2 separate regions of the Ovis aries genome follow, and region 1 is linked to region 2. The links are chromatin contacts, called in public Hi-C maps. All regions are on one chromosome and are shown on one strand. The core of a region is the stretch at or near the end of the contact, and the rest is flanking DNA. Distances in the headings are between cores, read along the strand shown. Region 1 overlaps NEURL1 (neuralized E3 ubiquitin protein ligase 1). Region 2 holds the start of NEURL1 (neuralized E3 ubiquitin protein ligase 1).

Region 1 (6,677 bases), core at 1,890-4,389, 75 kb before region 2:
ATTTTATTATTTAGTTGGAAACTTCACACTGGCATTAACAGATCTAGCAGAAGCAGCCTAGGCCATTGTCCCGGGCTCCAAAATGAAGATGTGGAAAGGAGGCGCCGCTGGGTGTGGAAGTGCTGAGGGGTTCAGACAGGGCCACCACCTGCAAACACGTGTCTAGCAGGCTGCCTCCCAGCCTCTGCCGTGCATGTCACCACTGCGGGAACCCCCATGTCCTGCGAGCTGCTTGCCCTCAGTTCTTGTGTGGCTGAGGGTGGGTCAGGCTGGTCGGGGTGAGAATTCTATCACCTGCCTGTGTAGGCACATCATCCCTGATCTAGACTGCCGGCCCCAGCTGAACACTTCACGGGGTCTTGCCCCCAGTCTCTGGCTGGGGGTGGCCTCTGGTTCTCAAGTTCCGTGTGACCACAGCCAGTGACAGAACAGGGTCATGACCTATAGCTTCATTTCAGGAGGAACGGCCCCACTGATAATAAAGTCCCTCCCCGTTTTGTCCTGCACCTGGGTCCTCAGGCCGGAAGTTGGGCGCATTGGTGTTTATAGACTGGGTGGAGGGCTTTGCCTTTCTGGGCCTTGATCCCAACCTGCATGTAAAGTTGGTTTTACCATGCTATCCCCGCCTTCCCCAATCCTATCTTTCTAATCTTGAGTTTGCACTTGACAATCAGCTTCCTCTCCCGTCTCAGAACTTAGTGGCCTTAGAGAATAGGTCCCTGTGATGAAGGTCCCTCCTTTGCTCTCATTTCCATCCTGGCTAATGGGCTGGACCTCAGGAGGCAAGAAAGAGAAAGAAAAAATTATCGTTTTAAAGCAAAAGTATGGATCGAGCACGTTGGAAGTAAGTGAGAGGCATGTCGGCGAGATGAATGTGTGAGACAGACTGGGGTGGCTGGGGTTTTCCATCCCTTCCCCGGGAAGGCAACTCCCAGTAGAGGATGTCTGCTAGGCAGAAAGGGAAAAGAGTGAGGAGGTTGAGTCAGGATTTAGAGTCTGGAGTTTTGTCTTTATTAGAAAGAAGGAAGAAATGAATTCTGAGTGTTTCAGAAAAAAGCGAGCCAGTAGGGAGGAAACGATTCAACACCCAAGGGCCCAGCCAGAATAGGCTGGGAAAGTCTCAAGATTTGGCTGTAGAAGAAGCTGACAGGAAAAACTGCTAGTTGCTGGACCACAAGCTGGGTCGCCAGCATGTTCTCAACGGTCACTGATTTACTTTGTAGAAAGCCAAAGTTGCCAGCAACAAACCAATCTTTGGAGAACATTCCTCCATCTCTTAGTTTCCAAGCTGGTTTTGCCCACCTGTCTTTGTCCAATCCAGAACTGGCCTCTCAAATTACTTGAACCAGAGACCAGTAAGCAGAATGGTTCATGCAGTAGGGACCCACCATCCCCAGACTGAAACCTCGGGGTCCAGACACCATCCAGCATATGTGGGAGGAGGGCAACCTCATTTGCTCTTCTGTTGACGCCAGTTATTCTTGAGTACCTAACGATGTCTATGGTGTTTCAGTTTGCTGAGCCTGCCTCACTAGTGTGACTCAGAAGATGGTGCAATGCAGTCATCATGTTAGTAGCCTGTGAGCAAGGCATACTGCTCTTGAGCATTTCAGAGAAAGAAAGGTAAACAGAGCCTCCATTCTTGGATCTGCAGCTTGGTCTCTGTAACAGGTTTTCTTTAAATCCAGGACACAGGATGGGAAAAGGGTTTCACTGTCAGTTTATAGGAAATCTGCAGGAAGGCGACTTCTGAACCAGGCGGGTGTGAGTGGCAGGTTTGTGAAGCATGGGTTTGTGGACTGCATGGTTGCATGTAAGCTAGCTGGATGTCTTTGGGGCGTTCCTCACAGTGTCCACGCAACCTCTCCCAGCTCCTAGTGGGACCTGTGGGGCTGAAGGAGATCATTCCCCTTTCTCCCCTCAGAGAAACTGAAGAAAAGGATATTGAATTCAGTGCAGTTTGAGTGCTAAAAAAATTTCCAGGCTCAATGGTGGTGCTAAACTGTCTCCATGTTCCTAATATTTTTAATAGTGGGTTTTTTTTTCAGCTGTTCTCATCACAAAAATGCAGTGTCCTTGGGGAAAGGACCCAGCCCCTTGACCTGCCACTTTCCAGGTGTCCTTTATCATTCTGACGGGACTCTTCGGTCTGCAGAGAATATTCTGTCTTGGCATGCTTCTAGACTGTAAGATTTGGGTTGTTTTGTTTTGTATTTTATGTTTACATGCATCTTGTATTTCCCCAAAAACTAAATAAAGTTTTTGCCTTTTTAACTGAACAGAATCACCTCCTGATTCTCCCTGCCACCAGATAAAACATCCAGCCGAGTGGCAAAAGTCACATTACGCCCAAATGAGGCATGAACTTCAGGGTCCGGGCCCGCTGAGGACACTGGGTGGGGGAAACATGTAAGCTCCCACCCTTGCTGGTGGGAAGCATGCTCAAGCTCCCCAGCCTTCCCCCACCTTTGGAAGGCTTTCTGGCCAGTGGCCCAGGCTTTTAGAGGTACAGACCTTGGCGCCACCAAGACCACAGCCAGTGGGTTTCCATGGCTCCTCAGCTTGAGCCCCTGACCCTCCCCTACTTTTGCTGGACTTCAGTAAGCAGGGCTGAGCAGTCCTGGTGTAGGAAGTGGCCCATGGCCGTTCAAGGCCAGGCAGAGGCTGGCCAGCCAGAGCATCCTCCCAGGAGAGAGGGCAGGAAGGCAAGCATCCCGTGCCCCTCTGAGGCTCAGGCTGCCAAATGAGCTAGGTCCCCACATCATGCCTGGACCCGCTCTGGCACTCCAGCTTTCACAGCCACCTAGATGTACTCAGCCCACTTGGGAAATTTTTCCAAAGGTCCCTAGCCAGAGGCCTCCCTTTCTAACTAGCTGTGCCACTCATTTGGCATTAGCCTCTGCACCCACCAGTGGGCGCGCAGCTGAACTCCCAGCCAGAGGCAAGAAGTCTGGGCTTGGGGGGAGGGATGGGCAGGCTCAGTTCTGGGGAGCTCAGCACAGCCCCTGCCATCCTCCCTTTAGCCCCTAGGTGGCGCCACCCCTCTACAAAGGTTACACACAGGTTCAGATCCAGCTCAGCCTTTCAGAGCTTCATGGACTTCTGCAGCTCCTGCTCTTGACAGATCCAGAGACCTGCAGTCACGGAAGGGCAGTGGCTTCTCCTTCTTGGCTTACAGCGAGGCTCGCCTGGCATTCTGGCCTCTGTTGTACAAGCCCCAGACCATGCTCCAGCCACCTCCCCCTCCCCGGCTGTCTCCAGGGAGTCTTTTCTGATTGTTGGCTCCCCTCCGAAGCAGGACACCTGGCCCTCTTCCTCCACACCTCCATCACCATCACCACCCGCCCCCGCCACACACACACCAGCCCGCCCTTCCTCCCTCCCCAGCCCTCCATACTGCACAGCACAGCCCTCAGGCTGGTACGAAATCACCTTTATTCACAATCACGGTGATCCAAGCTCACAAAGGAGGCAACAGCTACCTTCACACTAACAGAGACAATGGGATGGATGGCTTTATCTCCCTGACCCTCAGGCCACGCAGCCCCTGCACTTAGGAACTTCCCTTGCCTCTGGGATGGGCGCCCTGACTGCTTGGGGCCACCACCAGCCCCATCTCACCCCACTCCCACAGAAGAGGTCTATGGGGTTAGTGGGGAGCAGAGACCCATGGCAGAATGGTGACTTCCCAAAGGTGCCCTGCAAGGCAGGTACACACAGGGCCAGCCTGGCATCGTGACCCCCCTCCCTGTGCTTCCCACCACCCCACCCCATAGCAGCCACCACCAAAGAGCCCCCTGAGAGTCACAAAAAAGTCTTCCCACACCCGCAACAATCATTTTACAGAGGTGGCAGCTGAGACTCAGAGCAACTGTGACCTGGCCAAGACCACACAGCTGGTCAGTGGCCAGGTCTAGAATCCCATGCTCTGCAGGCCACATAACAAAGCAGTCTCCACTGGGTGTAAAAAAAAGCCATCTGAGGGGACAGAGGGCTGGAGGTTCAGGGAGACTTGCCAGGACTCCGAGAGGTGGCCCCAGCCCATGGCCTACCAGGACAGGCGTGCAGGGCTGAGATGACTATACCCTAAGAGCAGCCGGGGGTCCTCCCCCACTCCAAAATCAGGACCAAGAAACTGGAGGTGCTGGGACCCGTCCCTTCTCTCTCCTGGGGGAGAGAGTGCCTACAATGACGAGACCAGCTGGCTTTCCCTCCCCCAGCCTGCCCAGACCTTTCCATGTCCTTACAGAGTGGGGAACTCGGGCCTCCCGATGTGTATGAGCCAGTTAAGATACCCAGGCTCCAGCCCAAGAAGAAGGGCATTCTGTGGCTCCGGGTGATCTGCTAGTCCCAGGGCACTGCAGAGGCTCTGCTGCCCTCTCTAGAAAGTGGACACAAGTTGCCAGAAGGCGTCCCGACTCGGCCCCTTTTTATGGAGTCCTATTTCATGGCAAGCAGAGATGGCTATGGACTCGTGTGCTGGAGTTTAGGGCAGAGTTTAAGTGATGACAACCTCTGCTGGCCCTCCAACCAGGCACTCCATCTACTAGGGCAGCCTTTATAGGAGTCTGGGGGGTGGCAATTCACTCCCCCTGCCCAAACTAACCCCTACAAACCCAATAAATAAATAAATAAAAATACAGGGGAAAAAAAAAAGCCATTCTTACTCCAGGAAGTCCTCTACTCCCAACCCAGGATCCTGGCCTCTCCCAGGGATGCTAAAGCCTGACAGAAGACCTACCCTGCTCTCCAGCCCACGCCAAGGGGATGCCCCCAGGCAAGAGCATCCCCGAGCCCACTGAGGCAAACAGGCCATGACCAGGAAGGGGCCCTCCACGCCTCAACCAGGTCAGGGGGCTAGCAACCCAGAACCCAGAGGCTTCTGTGGCCTGTCTGTCCACCCATACAAGGTGAGTGGAAGACAGGCACAGCACAGAGGCGGCAGCCCTCCTGGGATGAGAGGGATCCACTGGCAGTCTCACCCTTGGCTGCCAGGCCCAAGGGGCAGGGAAAGAAGGAAGGAGACAGTGGGGGAAAGTGAGAGAGCAGGGCAGCAGCCCAGGCTGTGCACTGCTCAAGGGCAGCTGGCTGAGGGAGAAAACGGAGGCTGAAATCCAGGTCCACACTCCACTAGCGAGGCCGCGTGTCTGGGCTCAGGGACACATCTGCCCAGAGGATGGGACACACTTTCTAATGTTCACAAAGGTGCCACATAGGCTAAAGAGACCTCCTGGGAATCTACCCCAGGCAGGAAAGGACCAGGACAGGCTAAGACCCCTGTGCTTTAGCCCCTCAGCCTGCAGGGAAGAGCTGCGACTTGCTTCTGCCCCCATCTCCCAGCCTGACACCCCTTCCTCCCCAGACCTCAGGGGCTGTTTCCCAAGTTTAATGAGAAGGGGAAAGAATTTCCAAAATGAGGAAGAAGACAAGGGGCCCTGCTGACTTGCGCCTCAGCTGGAGCCGGGCCGGAGTCGGAGGAAGCTGGGGACTGGGTGGGTCCGTGACGGCTAGGAGCTGCGGTAGGTCTTGATGATGTCCTTGATGGGCCGGCGGCAGATGGGGCAGCAGGCGTGCAGAGCCTTCTTGAGGCGCAGGCCACAGGCATAGCAGAGGCACATATGGCCACACGTGTAGATGACCGTGTCCACCGAGTGCTCATAGCAGATGGTGCACTCATCGCTCCACGGGCCCCCGCCTGGGGTCACTGGTGATTCAGGCAGACTCACTGGTGAGTTGGGGGCTGTCCCTGGGGACACGGGACAGCAGTGAGGGGGAGGCACGAACCTGGTCCCAGGTTCATGAAGAAAGCCCTGGCCTCTCCTCCTCCATGGATTGGGATCAGCCTGTCTACCTTGCCACCCACCTCCTGGGCACAAGAAGAAAAAGGATGCACTCTGGACAGCCCCACTTCCGACCCCTCTGTGCCCAGACCAGGGGCCAGGGTGTCTGTGAAGCAATGAGAAGAGGCAGGAAGGATGGAGGCCCAAAACCCACTGGGGGAGGCCCCACTGAGCTACTCTCTGGGGTTCTTTGTGCTCAAGAAGTCCTCTGGAGAAAGCCATCCAGCTAAGAGACAGGACAGGACCCAGCCCAGGAATCACCACTCAACCTGGGTTCACTGGGCCCATCTCCAGCTCCGCCAGGGCCCCGTCTGCAGACCTGCCTCAGCCAGGGTGGAGGGCAGGTCCCTCGGGGTGGAAGGGCTGACACGGTCACATGGAACCGAAGGGGCCAGCCTACTTACCTCCAGCAGAGCTCCCCAGAGGGCCAGAGCTGCAGGTGCCGAGCGAGGGGTCAGAGAGGCGGATGCCCAGGGTGCTGGGGGAGGTTGGTGTGGAGGCGGGGGAGCAGGGGAGTGATGGGATGCCCCGCTCTGCCAGGATGGTAGAGCCTGCAGAAAGGAAGGGAAGGAAGGAAGGTGGGACCTAGACACTCAGAGGCCCACTGGGGGAAAGCTCGAGTTTCTATCCTCTATTAGGTTCCCAGGAGAGAAACAGGTGATGCAGCCTGACCACACAGCCCAGCCACTAGGCTCAGAGACCAACTGAGCCTTTGCCCTAAAGTGCTAACTGTCCAGGGAGTCTCTTGGGGCTCTCCTCAGTCCCTTCCTCCAGCCAGCCTTGACTCCCCCCACCCCACATCTCTATCCAGCACTGACCAGTCATACACACCATGCA
Region 2 (6,503 bases), core at 1,725-4,224:
GGAGAATGAATCCTGGAAAACCAAGCCAGAAGGGAGATGGACAGGGGAGGGAGACTGCTGGGGTGAGGAAAATGTCTCCCCCATTTACTCCCACTGAATAAGAACTGATCCCTATAAATCAGGGAGGCAGCATAAGGCGACTTTCTCAGGCCAGACAGGTGGGGAGTCAGGCAGAGGAGGAGGCTAGGGTGGGGACAGGGAGATAGGAGGGCCTCAGACCCTCTCCTGCCCACTCCCTCCCTTGTCAGGGACTCCAGTCCCAGAGACTTCACATCCCTACAATCCCAAACTGTAGGTTAAAAGGGTGCAATTATGGAAGCCTTCTCTGGGCTTCCCTAGGGTCATGGATGGAACACGGCCTTCTCGGGGTAATTGATGAGCATTCCAGTGCCAAGTCAGCTCACTGGTCCCCAGCTAACTCCTGCCCTTGAAGGACTCAGCCTGACTTTGCCACCTTCTCTTGACTGGCCCACTGAGTAAACAGGCAAATCATTCTCCCTTCCCCTCATTTCTCTCCTATGTAAGAGAGAACATTGAACTGGATGACAAACACAGGTTCCACCATCATTAGGAATCTTTTTTCAGTGCTCAGAAAGTCATCATACATGCAATACTTACAGCTTATTTCTGATGATTAAAAATAATACTTGCCTGCAATACTTAGAGCTTATTTTTGATGATTAAAATTAATATTTGCTTGTTGTAGAAATTTTAGAAAAGAGCAAAATATTACAAAGAAAAGAAAAACTCTAATACCATCTCAGAGGAAACCATGGTTAACTTTTTGGAAACTTTCCTTCCAAGGTTGCTTGATTTCTGTGGGGGAGGGGCATCCATAACATTTTAACAAAATTGGGCTCTACTGTTTATACAGCTTTGCCACTGCTTCTTACAACTGTCATTACGCTGCTGTGAGCATTTTCCCAAGTGATCAAGTGCTCTTCAAAAATACTATTTTAAAGGTTGCCTAATACTCCACCAAGAGGATTCACCATGATTACAGGGCATTTAGATTGTTTTCTAGTACAAACAACACTGCCATAGCATCCTAGGCTTGTATACAAGTATTTGCCTTCATCTCCATTTCTTCAGGATCGATTCTGCAGGCAGAGTCACAAGGCCAATGAAAATGATATTTTAAAAGGGTTTGATGTGTGCCACCATATTAATTTTCAGAAAGACAATAAACCCATTGATGTGCTCAAGGTGAGTGAGAGGTGGTTTTTTAAGTGTCAGAGTTAGAATGCAGGATTGTGGTCCTGTCTCTTCTCCTCTCCCCAGTTCTGAAGGTTAACTGTCCAGCAAAAGAGAGGGTAGCATTCCAAGACAGAAGATGCAGGTCTGCTGTCTAGCTCTGCCGCTCTGGCTTTGGGATCCTGAAACAAGCACTGGTTCTCCTAACTGTGAAATGGGTATGACGAGCTCTGAGTACTATGCAGAGCAGTTTCCTTGCTCTTTTGAAAAGGTATTTGTGAAAGTTCTTTGTAAACTTGCCCAAGAGCTTCCCTTCCTGACTCTTAGTCATCTGAATGCCCAGTCAGTGCTGGCTGGTTTTCAGGATGATAGAAAAGGAGTTTTCTGAAGGGAATCAGTGGGCTCTGAGGGCCTGAGAAGGCCCAGGTGAGTCTTCAAAAGGTCAGAGACAGCACTGAAGAGCTAAAGCAAAGAACAGGGCCTGGCACCTCCCTGAGGGTGCTGAGCAGGTGGGTGGACTTAAGAGGGCAAAGACCTTGAGATCTGTCTCAAGGCTCTCAGCCCATCCTTTCTAGAGTTCTGACTGGACATCTAGCCTTTGGGGAACCAGAAACCAAGCTGATTCGGTGGATACAACAAGTCAGTAGCTGCAGAGGACTCCAGAGGCCACCAGCTCTGGTCCCTTCTTCCAGGCTATTATGCGGCCCTGTATTTTTAAGACCCTCCAATCGGAAAGGCAACTAGCGTTTCCAGCCATCACCTCTCCAGCCATGGGCAAAGGAAAAAGAAGACCGTGGTACTTCTCTTGGGAAGCACAGCTGGCCGGCCTGAGCATCCTGCCACACTTCCCCACCCACCGGGCAAATGCCCTTCCTCATCCCCGGCACGCTCGCCTAGCACCGTGGCCTGAGGGGACTCCAGTGACGTTTCTGGTGTGCTGGAAGAACTGCGTAGACCCCACGGAATGCCATCCTCCCTGATTTTCGCCATCATCACCGGCAGCCCCCCACCTCCAGCGCACCCCCAATGGTCAGAGATGCATCTCCCGCCTCCAAAGACGCACAACAGGTGGCACCTGTCTGGCCTCCCCAACCACACCTCTCCACCTGTCCCTGCCCCTCCACCTGCACCCCCGTCTGCCAGCTGAGCCTGGCCCCGGCGGAGCCTTACCTTTGAGGTTTTGGGGGTGGGCCCGCGGCGCCCGGCTCGGGTTTCCTCGGGGCAGAGAGGGAATACTGGAGAAGTTGTTACCCATGGCATCCGGCCCCAGTGGGGTTCGGCACTCGCAGGGGGCAGGCGAGGCTGGGCAGGAGCGGAGGCACGGTGTGCAAGTGTGTGCGCGCGCGGGCGCGCGCGCCGCCGGGGGAGGGCCCCGGTGGGGCTGCGGCGGGGGGCGGGCGGGCCGCTCCTCTCCTCTCTGGGTCTGGGCTCCGCGGTCCTCGGCGGGTCCTGCCCGCCGCGGGGGTTCCTCGCGCGAGCCGGCTACCTGCCTGCCATTTTTCGCGGCGGGCGCGCCCCTGGGCCGGGGCCGGCGGCGCCCGGGGCTCCCTTCTTCCTCCCGCTGGCGCTCGGGTTCCGGCTGTTGGCTCCCGCACGCTTCCCCCGGGCCATAGAGTCGGGGCTCTCGGCGCGGGCGCTCAGCGGCTCGGCCTGCCCGGAGGCTCGGCGGCTTGGCGGCCGGCTGGGTCCCCGCCCGCGGGGACGACCGAGGCGGCGACGTGCGCGGTGCCCTCCCGCCGGCGGCTCGACATGGAGCGGGGCTCGGAGGAGCGCGGGGTGTGCCGGGCGCTCTCGCGGTGGTGGGTCTCCCCCCCGCCCCCGACGCCGCGCTCCCGCCCCCGCCGGGTCCCCCGCGCGACCGCCGCCCCCGCCCCCAGCCGTCGCCAGGATTCCCTCGCTCCGGTTGTTATGGTGACAGCTGCGCCGGTGAATGAGCGTCTTAGTGACACGCGCGCTCCCGCTCAGCCAGATGTGGCGCGGGGCGCGCGACGTTCCGGCCAACACTAGCCCTTCTTGGCCTGGCGGGGGAGCAGATAGGGGTCAAATATCAGACAGAGATTGGGGCTCCAAGGGTTGGGTTTATTCCCCTCACCAACAGTGGCGCTTGGTCTTGAAAACAAGGGAAACCATACAGTAAGAACGGTGAACTCCCTGGATACCAGGCCCGGGACGAAGAAACTCATTTCCGATTTCTCTAGTAGCAGGAACAGTGCCTGGCATACAATAAAAGCTCCAGAAAATATATATATGTATGTATATATGTGTGTGTGTATGTGTGTATATATATATATATATATATATTTATTTAAGTGGATGGATGACTGAATAAATGAGATGAGATTAAGAATCCCACCCATTCTTTCCTATCTTGCAAGATGGCGGTTGAAAAGGCTGAGAAGCCAGATATTAAGGAGAAAAAACCTGAAACCAAGAAGGCTGATGCTGGTGACAAGGCTAAAAAGGTGAAGAAGGTTAAGAAGGGGAAGCCCCACTGCAGCTGAAACCCTGTCCTGGTCAGAGGAATTGGCAGATATTCCGATCAGCTATGTACTCCAGGAAGGCCTTGTACCAGAGACAGTATTCAGCAGCTAAATCCAAGGTTAAAAAAAAAAAAAAAGGTTCGGGTTCTTGCTACTATAACAAAACCAGTTGGTGGCGACAAGAATGGTGGTACCTAAGTGGTCAGACTTCACAAAATGCCTAGGTATTACCCTATGGAAGACGTGCCTCAGAAGCTGTTGAGTCACTGCAGAAAACCCTTCAGTAAGCATGTGAAAAAGCTGCGTGCCAGCGGCATCACTCCCGGGACTATTCTGATCATCCTCACAGGGCACCACAGAGGAAAGAGGGTCATTTTCCTGAAGCATCTGGGCAGTGGCTTGTTGCTTGTGACTGGGCCTCTGTCCCTCAGTTGAGTTCCTTTGCGTAGAACACACCAGAAATTTGTCATTGCCACCTCCACCAAAATCGACATCAGTGGTGTGAAAATCCCAGAACATCTCACTGACGCTTACTTTAAGAAGAAGAAGCTGCATAAGCCCAGACACCAGAAGGGTGAGATCTTCAACACAAAGAGAAATAGGAAATCATAGTGCAGCGCAAGGTTGATCCGAAAGCCGTGGACTCATACATTCTGCAAAGAGTAAAGCTGTCCCTCAGCTCCAGGGCTACCTGCGCTCTGTGTTTGCTCTCACAAATAGAATTTATCCTCACAAAGTAGTGTTCTGAACTTCTTACAAAGAACATAATTAAATAACTTGTCCATTTCAACAAAAAATAATCCCACCCCGTACCTGACCCTTTGCTCTCAGTCAGCTCCAAGGGGCACTGGGACAAAGACTCAGAACAAGAACCCCAGGCTGTTCAGTTACTGGACACAAAAAGGCTTTGGGAGCCTTTAGATGAACACAGACTGAACCTAGAAAACTGGATGGAGGGCCAAGCCTCAGGGACGAATCTCAGGAACAAACTGTCAGAGAACCACCAACTCTGAACTGAGTGGTTCTGTCAGCTCCAAGAAGTGGGGGTCTCTGTGGCTTGCGGCAGTCAAAGAAAGCTTCCTGGAGGAAAGGGCCTTCAGCAAGTCACCTGTTCACATGACTCATCCATCCTGAAGCTCAGCACTGATACTAGGACCTGCAGGAAGGGAAGGGAGTCATCATCTGCTTGGACAGGGGGGCATCTTCTCCCTTTTTTTGGGGGGGGGGGACTATAATTCATTTACAATGTTGTGTTTCAAGTGTATAGCAAAGTGATTCCGTTATACATATACATATGTCCATTCTTTTTCAGATCATTTTCCCATGTAGTTTACAGTACTATCTTCTCCCTGTCTGGTCAGGGCTAGAAGATGAGCCAAGGTCCTGCTGGGAGAGAGAATCTGCCTTCCTTTTCCATCACCTCTAGCTCCCTGACTGGTTTCAACAACTCTGATCCAGAATCCAGCAAGGACACGGGCTGGCTTCAGGCATCTCATCCATCCTCTTCTGGGTGGTTCTTTCCGCAAGCCTTCATGTGACAGCTCCTCATTATTCAGGCACAGTTCATGTATCACCTCCTAACTGTCTCTGACCAGCCCAGCCAGAGAACCCCTCCCCCACTCTCAGTTATGCTCCATACCATTACTCTGTGCTATCTTCTGGAATTAATTTGAAAGTAGACTTTCCTTTCCCCCCGGTTTATGGTCTACCTCCCCGCACAGTGAGTGGAGCAAGCAGGTCAACTCCATTCACCATGATGTCACCAGCCTCCAAGAGAATCCCTGGGACATGACAGACTGTCCAACACTGCTTGTGAAATGGACGAATCCCCCTGCCTGCCAGGCGAATTCCACCAAGAGGCGTGGGAGGAAAGCCTCTGAACCACCCCTTATTCCCCTCTCCTGCCCTCCACCCCCACCCCATTGCAGGCATCACATCCTTAAATGTCTGGGACTCCAGGCGAGCTAGAAATATCCTTGACAGCTGCTCTCTGGGGTCTGGAGGGAACGACAGCTCCCTTCTCCGCCCCCAGCCTCTTAGATGCCCAGGATCACGTGCCCGGCCAGCTGCAAAATGGACGTGGCAGGTCAGGGGTGCTGTCTTTTTATGGGCGTATCTGCCCGAGGCTCACGCCAGCTGATGACTCACGCATCAGAAATCCATGGGCTCTGAATGGCAGCACACTCATGCATTTGCACACACACTTTTACTCTCTCACACACTCACTCCTACACAAATACCCACACCCTCACACACTCATATAGCCCTGAAGCCTGCTGGAATGAGGTCACTCTAGGCTGCTGCTGGCATCAGAATAAATCTGAAGACTGTATAGACGAGAGTAGTTCCCCTGGAGGGTGTGCAAAGTGCAAGCCCTTGGTAGGATGTACCGACAGTGGCTGGGGGGGAAGCTTGTCGTCTCCTTCCCTGCCTTGGGGAGATGGGCTGGGACACAGAAGGGATGGGGCCTGGTGAGGCCCCATGGTAGAGGGAGGCAGGGATGTCATGGGTCCCATGTGGTCTAGACCTGGGGCTCTGGGCCAAGCAGGGGAGAAATGGAGAAGGTCACAGGGAAGGAGAGACGAGGGGACCAGACACTGGTGACTGCCTAGGGGTCCAGAGGCTCTGCTGACACCAGGGAGCTACACAGGAGGGCAAGAGGCATTAGGGACCGAGGCAGGGAACTGAAGGGACAGAAACATCCCCTGATCTCAGAGGCTGAGGAGACGATGGTAGCATCCACAAGGCTGAGATTAAGGTGAGATGAGTGAGGCGTCCCTGTGTGATGAAATGAAAGGGGGCACTTGCCCTTGGAACCAAGTAATGAAC

Evidence for each region. Hi-C and Micro-C count contacts between places; a contact is called where the count stands out from the background.
Region 1: a contact with region 2 is called in a Hi-C map of hypothalamus, with 2.9 times the contacts expected there. The contact joins the enhancer-like site here to the promoter of NEURL1 in region 2. A contact is called at or near these places in 2 of 16 Hi-C or Micro-C datasets (hypothalamus and muscle).

Annotation. Positions count from the first base shown.
Region 1 is chr22:23,844,728-23,851,404 of ARS-UI_Ramb_v3.0, reverse strand. NEURL1 (neuralized E3 ubiquitin protein ligase 1) reads right to left here. Exons shown (of 6, transcript XM_042238537.2): 5 at 6,245-6,391; 6 at 3,417-5,746. The coding sequence ends at 5,508. SH3PXD2A (SH3 and PX domains 2A) reads left to right here. Exons shown (of 14, transcript XM_027960561.3): 14 at 1-2,279. Among named protein-coding and RNA genes, the nearest start is that of NEURL1, 74 kb to the right of the region's middle. Within about 2 kb of position 3,139, at least 12 of the 54 cell types and tissues checked have an H3K27ac peak or open chromatin away from gene starts, as enhancers often do. A contact at or near this core is called in hypothalamus, where this site is marked.
Region 2 is chr22:23,770,124-23,776,626 of ARS-UI_Ramb_v3.0, reverse strand. NEURL1 (neuralized E3 ubiquitin protein ligase 1) reads right to left here and starts at 2,974. Exons shown (of 6, transcript XM_042238537.2): 1 at 2,365-2,974. The coding sequence starts at 2,449. It also overlaps the pseudogene LOC121817610.